2 separate regions of the Triticum aestivum genome follow, and region 1 is linked to region 2. The links are chromatin contacts, called in public Hi-C maps. All regions are on one chromosome and are shown on one strand. The core of a region is the stretch at or near the end of the contact, and the rest is flanking DNA. Distances in the headings are between cores, read along the strand shown. Region 1 holds the start of LOC123169616. Region 2 holds the start of LOC123167915 (signal recognition particle 9 kDa protein).

Region 1 (3,880 bases), core at 835-3,334, 760 kb before region 2:
CTGTTTATTTATTGCGTAAAGTATCCTAAGAATCCCATACCACGCCCCAAAGGAGAAGCAAAGGAACTTACTGCATGTTTCTTTAGTGACTTCAGAAAATCAATAAGCAATGGATCTTCACTCAAAATTTTCGGGACCACCTCCACAAAAATCCTGTCAATAAATTGTATGATCATAAGTTGAAATATAAACCTACAAGTATCACGAGTTCAGACAGAACACAAAGAATTCAATAATCCTTGTAACCTTGAGCTTCCTGCAGCATTTGATATTATGTCGTAGATAATTGATGGATGAATCCCAGCTCGAACACCAATAAACATTGCTTCAGTAGAAGCAACAAAATGAATGCTCTCCAGCAAATCATTAACCAACCTAATTTTGCTGTAAAAATAAATGGCATACAGTTCAAATTGTGACAATAATAGTTACACTACTTAGTACGGTGAATATATGGAAGGGGTGAAAATTGATATCTCGACTAGCTTATATTTGCTATTTTCAGGAAAGAATGCAACCTGCTGCAGCCAAATTCACCTTCGACAAAGTAAATGGTTTTGTCAAGACCTGGAATGTCAGATAGCTTAAAATTTCAGCATCATAAGATGAGGACCAGGAAGAAAATATTAGTAAGGTACACAGATTTGGAACTACCGGAGAAGAACTGTCCAGCTCTTTCTGCTACATCCTTTCTCCCAGATGCAACAACCTGACAATCAAAAGCTAAATTGTGATAACAGAATAACGTAAGCATACAAGCACACAGTTCAGATTCTCAGCTGTGTATCACTTACGACAATATTTTGTTTCAGTTCATCAGATAAACCACTAAAAATGTAAGCATCAAGAAGGAAGATACCCTTCTTCTCATCTGCAAAAAAAAAATCCAGATTAACTAGCACAGTCATTCATCACCGACATCCTGTGAACCATCCAAGGTCATCACTACAAAAAATCATGTAGGAGACTATAGTAGTACATGAAATTCCAATCATGTGTTTATTCCTATTCCTATGTTCTTTAATTCCAGTCATCCAAAGAGGGCCTTACAATTGTTAAATGTGCAGCTTTCTAATTCTTAAAAGGGCACATAAAATTCCAAGCACAGCAGCTACTGTTCCCAGCTAAGACAATATATGCACACATTAGCATTATACCTGCAAGCTTCTGGCCCAACTTCTCAAGATGACTAGGCACCAACGTCGATCGAATTAATACAATGGCCTCTTTGCACAATCCTATGAAATGCTTAAGCAAACATCATATCAAATGTCAAGTGTATATATAACTTGTACAGAAACAGGTGCATGAGATTGACAGACTGGCAGGCAACACAATAGCACACACGCGGTACATACCTTTCACTATACCCTGAGCTCCAAAGAACAACTCATCTACACCATCGGCGTCACTGAGCACAACGACCAGCGCAGAATCTGCAGGCGCCAAGAGTTTTTGATAGATCAGATAGAAGCAACTCACACACGGCGCGAAGTATTCTTCAGCACGTAAGAGCACGGTCTCTTCGGCATTCCAACAAACGGCTCGTACGCACGCATGCCATTCACGCGCGTCACAAGAAGTCCATATCTGGAACCGGTCCAGTGCAGGAGACCGTTATATACGCTCACCTCGCGTGGCTTCGGCGGGGCTGGCGCATCGGACGCCGCCGCCCTGCTCCGCGAGCGCCGTCGCCGCCGATCCATCCGCCTGCAAGGACAGGCACCGTCAGGACAGAGCATCCCGCGAAAACACCTCCGAGAGGAGGCAGAACCAAAACGGGGTTGAAAGGAACGGGGAAACGAGGGAAGGGCGATCGAGCGAGGGCGACCTTGGGGTCGATGTAGAAGCGGACGATCGCGCCGGAGCGGGTGAAAGAAGCGGCGAGCGCGGCGCTCAGCCCGTCGGCGCCGACGAAGGCGACGACCTTCGCCGCCGAGGACGACGGCGACATCCCGCTAGTGGCGTGTGATCTCGCTCGCCGACGGCGACGACCAGCCCGAAGCAGAGGCGAGCAGAGCGAAAGCGGACAGGGGAGTGAGCAAGTCAGGAAGAGTGACACACGAGGACTCCACTGCTCTGGGCTTTTTACCCAACCGCTCTGTGTCCCTGGATCGCGGGCCCGACGCGCGGTGCTAGTCCTACGTGGCGCATGTGGGCTAGGACGGAACCACGTTTGGATTTCGGACGAGGACGCCACGGGGGCTCCATTTTTAAGCGCCACGAGACAGAAGGCTCACGGGTTCTGACTTCTGAGCGTGTGGGCCCCGTGAGCGGAAAGATGATGATGCGATTCTGCACTACAGCGTGCCGATCGTGGAACTGAACTTTGCACAGGAGTGTAGTACGTACGTCCCATCAGATTTTAAATTTTGAAGTGCACGTGACAAATGGGACACAGCGCAATGCAAGGATCTTGCTTTTGGCTTTGTTGATGATAAACAATTTTTTAGCATATGTAAAGATCAGCCTGCTTAGTAGGTCGCCGGTTGATCTCGATATTGCGTCCAAGTGCAAGGATTTCCCCTGCACAAAAGTTAAACCAGAAGTCAAAGGAGTACATGGGTGAAACCATTATCTACGTTGGAAAGCCTTAAACAGTCTAGCACATTTTAGAGGATGGATAAGATGTCATTTGATGTCGGCTTTCATACACAAGAACCAGTGAGTGATTTGAGATCTTGAATCAAAAGTTACAGTTTTTTCTCGTTTCGAGAGATTGAGAGAGCCGACCAATTCAATGTTTTGGAAAGTGTCAATTCAAATATTTAGGAGAATCCTGCCCGAAAGTATCATACTCATCCGATGGGCAATCACTCGGGTAATTGGTTTCTAGTTTCTACTGTATCCTTCAAGGATGAGGGTTTGGCTTTCTTTTGGCAAAAGCTGGATTGTTTTCAGCCGAAGAAGTAAGCTTGTTCGAGATCGGAAGAGTGCCCTCGAGAGACTATTTCAATAATAAAATGTTGTCCGATGTATACTGCAATGGAGCGAGCTAATGACTTATTAGAAATAATACATACCGATGTATACGGTCCGATGAGTGTTGAGGCACGCGGCGGGTATCGTTATTTTCTGACCTTCACAGATGATTTGAGTAGGTATGGATATATCTACTCAATGAAACACAAGTCTGAAACATTTAAAAAGTTCAAAGAATTTCAGAGTGAAGTGGAGAATCATCGTAATAAGAAAATAAAGTTTCTACGATCTGATCGCTGAGTCGAATATTTGAGTTACGAGTTTGGCCTTCATTTAAAACAATGTAAAATTGTTTCACAACTCACGCCACCTGGAACACCACAGCGTAATGGTGTGTCTGAAAATCGTAACCGTACTTTATTGGATATGGTGCGTTCTATGATGTCTCTTACCAATTTACCACTATCGTTTTGGGGTTATGCATTAGAGACAGCTGCATTCACGTTAAATAGGGCACCATCTAAATCCGTTGAGACGACACCATGTGAACTATGGTTTGGCAAGAAACCTAAGTTGTCGTTTGTTAAAGTTTGGGGTTGTGACACTTATGTCAAAAGGCTTCAGCCTGATAAGCTCCAACCCAAATCGGAGAAGTGCGTCTTCATAGGATATCTTAAGGAAACAATTGGGTATACCTTCTATCACAGATCCAAAGGCAAGATCTTTGTTGCCAAGAATGAAACATTTCTAGAGAAGGAGTTTCTCTCGAAAGAAGTGAGTGGGAGGAAAATAGAACTTGATGAGGTAATTGTACCTTCTCTCAATCTGAAAAGTAGCATATCAGAGAAATCTGTTCCCGTGATTCCTACACCAACTAGAGAGGAAGCTAGTGATGATGATCATGAAACTTCAGATCAAGTTACTACTGGACCTCGTAGGTCGAACAGAGCATGTTCCG
Region 2 (3,341 bases), core at 622-3,121:
AGAAATACGAGGCTATAAGCAATCATGCATAAAAGAGATCAAAGAAACTCAAATACTTTCATGGATATAAAAAGATAGATCTGATCATAAACTCAAAGTTCATCCGATCCCAACAAACACACGGCAAAAAGAGTTACATCATGTGGATCTCCAAGAGACCATTGTATCGAGAATTCAGCGAGAGAGAGGAAGCCATCTAGCTACTAACTACATACCCGAAGGTCTACAAAGAACTACTCAAGCATCATCGGAGAGGCATCAATGGAGGTGGTGAACCCCATCCGTGATGGTGTCTAGATTGGATCTGGTGGTTCTGGACTCTGCGGTGGCTGGAATTGATTTTCTTTGACTCCCCTAGGGTTTTTGGAATATTGGAGTATTTATAGAGCAAAGAGGCGGTCCGGGGGACACCCGAGGTGGGCACAACCCACCAGGGCGCGCCAGGGCCTCCTGGCGCGCCCTGGTGGGTTGTGCTCTCCTCGGAGCACCCCCCCCCGAGGCGCAGCCTTGGCCCATTAGGTGTCTTCTGGTCCATAAAAAATCTCCGTGAAGTTTCGTTGCATTTGGACTCCGTTTGGTATTGATTTCCTGCGATGTAAAAAACATGCAGAAAATATCAACTGGCACTTGGCACTATGTCAATAGGTTAGTACCAAAAAATGATATAAAATGACTATAAAATGATTATAAAATATCCAAGATTGATAATATAACAGCATGGAACAATAAAAAATTATAGATACGTTGGAGACGTATCAGTAGGACAGGAGTGATGAGAATATATTTGTGGAATTGTTTCATTACTATTCGGAATAGTTACGAGAGGGTACAGAAGCGTTTTGGGTCACCTGAAGGGTTTCGGTGAATATGGGGTAATACCGGGTATTACTGATAAATATATATAGGTGGAGAATGTTTCCAGGGATGTTAAATTATATATGTAACGGTTTGAAAATATTTAGAACTATTTTATGTTTAATTTAATATCAACAGGCCTAAAAATACCGCCCAAGTGCGAAAGTGCCTCCTTCCTTAGCAAATTGGTGAAGGGGGGTGTTAGACTCCTCCTTCCCTAGGCCGGCACACCAAGCGGGACTCCTTCCCCCTTGGTGGAAGCCCTCCCTCTCCCTCCAACCTATATATACTAGGGGATTTTGCTCTTTTGGACACAGAAGTTTTGGAGTCTCCTCTAGTTCTTCTAGTTCTAGTTCTAGTTCTAGTTGGTCCTAATTGACTAATTAGATCTAGGATAATCATCTTGTCCTCGCAATTAGAAGCCATGTGGGTTCTAATCTCCTCACTCTAATTCTCCGTCATCGATTAGCTCTGGACGGCGAAGCGCTGCCGGATTGTGAAGGTTGCACGCTTGCAACCAAGTAGAGAGACCGTGCTTTTGGTCTTCACTTCGAGGGACTGTTTGTGGGCGGTATGAATGTATTAGATTTATACTTAAAATGTGAATAGAAAAACAATGAAAACCGGAGTGAAAACAAAAGAAAACCACTGAATAACAATAAAAACAAAACCAAGGAAAATGAAGGAAAAATAAAGAAAATAAAAAAAGCTAGTGAAAAATGAGAAGGAAACAAAGAAAACCAAATCGAAAATAAAGAAAAGAAAACAAATAGTAAAAATAGAGAAAGAAAAACGAAGAAAAGCCAGTGAATAAAAAAGAAAAAGAAAAAAGAGCCGAAAAACTTGTGAAAGTCCCGGCTCTTTTTCTTCAACTAGATCGCGACATACTAACTCGACGTGAACCGGACGATGACGCAGTGGCTAGCGGCATTGCGCTGCAACTGAACGATTGCGCTCGCTGTAAGCGAGATATAGCCTTTGCGAAAAAAGACTATTCTCTGGGTCGGCCGATTGAAGTTGCCCTGGACCCCGTGGCTCTTTCCAAACACAAGTTTCAGCCCTGAACCGGACCTCTTCTCAAAAAAAAAAAGAGAGCCCTGGACCGGACCCAAGGGAAGGGAGCAATCTAGCGAACCGTGGCAGACTCCTCCCCGCAAACCCACAGATCCCGACGAGACCACGCCACAGCGCGGCGAAGCCCTAGCCTCCGGCCAGCGCCGCCGCAGCGATGGTGTACTTCGACTCATGGGACGAGTTCGTCGACCGGTCCGTGCAGCTCTTCCGCGCCGATCCCATCACCGTACGCCGGGACCCCATCCCTCCTTCCCCGATTCCCCCCTCGTCCACCCATCCCCGGTTCCCCCTGCCCGCATCTCGATCTAACCCGTTATCCGTTGCCCATGTGTCCAGACTCGCTACTGTATGAAGTACCGCCACTGCGACGGGAAGCTCGTGCTCAAGGTCACCGACGACCGCGAGGTACGGCGCCCAGGCTTCTTGTTTTGCCCAGATTTGGGTCTTGCTTCCAAATTCATGACCAGGAAGTGTGTATTTTAGGTCCCGATCACGCGTATCACTGCGAGATGCGCGTTACAACTAGGAATTGAGCCGATCGAGCGTTCTTGTATTTCATGCGTCGCGTGGGATGGTTCACTGTTGCCTATTGATTTGTGTGACGTAGCATATCTTGGTATACTATCAGTGGCTCGATAAAATACTACGGTAGTTAGATATTTCAGCATTAACAGAAAGCAAAACTGATCTCTGTTTTGAGCAGTTCTGATTTTACATCAATCGTGTACATTTATATTTCATCTGAAGTTTACTTTCAAGTCAAGAAAGATAGTGAGATGCTAATTACAACTAAATGTCTGCTTGATATCATAAATGCAGGAGATTTTGCGATAAATGCCTAGCAGCGGTTAGCATTAGTTCACAGTAGTTAGTATAGTTACACTAGTGTGGATGGACATGTGTGCCCTAATTGAAGCAAATCGTTGCTGTGCATGAAGAAAGTACTCTTGTACCCACTAGTAAGTTTGTTTGTTCCTGGAAGAATGCGAGCAAAGCCAGGAAAATAGATAGTGCAGACTGCGGAGTACATGTTTAGTTATATGGATTTGAGCAAGTGGCCTTGTGTTGACTTCATCTGAAAACCACTTAATTTTGTACTCCCTCTGTAAACTAATACTACCTCCGTCCGTAAATGCTTGTCGCCCAAACGAATGTACCTAGCACTATTTCAATGCTAGATACATCCGTTTGAGCGACAAGTGTTTCCAGACGGAGGGAGTATAAGATCTTTTAGATCACTACTTTATAGAGGGAGTACTTAGTTTTGTATATATATCATCATATATGGATTTGGTATTTGATTAGCTCAACACTGAAGGACTATTTGTTAAGCTCAAACTTAAATGTTGTTTACACTGTTGGGGAACTCGTAGGGGGTGCAGCTCAAACATACACTGGTAAAATACTGCAGC

Evidence for each region. Hi-C and Micro-C count contacts between places; a contact is called where the count stands out from the background.
Region 1: a contact with region 2 is called in a Hi-C map of leaf, with 8 times the contacts expected there. The contact joins the promoter of LOC123169616 here to the promoter of LOC123167915 in region 2. A contact is called at or near these places in 3 of 5 Hi-C or Micro-C datasets (all in leaf).

The regions. Positions count from the first base shown.
Region 1 is chr7D:167,655,955-167,659,834 of IWGSC CS RefSeq v2.1, reverse strand. LOC123169616 reads right to left here and starts at 2,084. Exons shown (of 42, transcript XM_044587487.1): 1 at 1,832-2,084; 2 at 1,632-1,710; 3 at 1,359-1,436; 4 at 1,158-1,238; 5 at 795-871; 6 at 655-709; 7 at 519-567; 8 at 247-384; 9 at 72-153. The coding sequence starts at 1,954.
Region 2 is chr7D:166,893,245-166,896,585 of IWGSC CS RefSeq v2.1, reverse strand. It overlaps LOC123167915 (signal recognition particle 9 kDa protein), which reads left to right and starts at 1,871. Exons shown (of 4, transcript XM_044585776.1): 1 at 1,871-2,155; 2 at 2,266-2,334. The coding sequence starts at 2,084.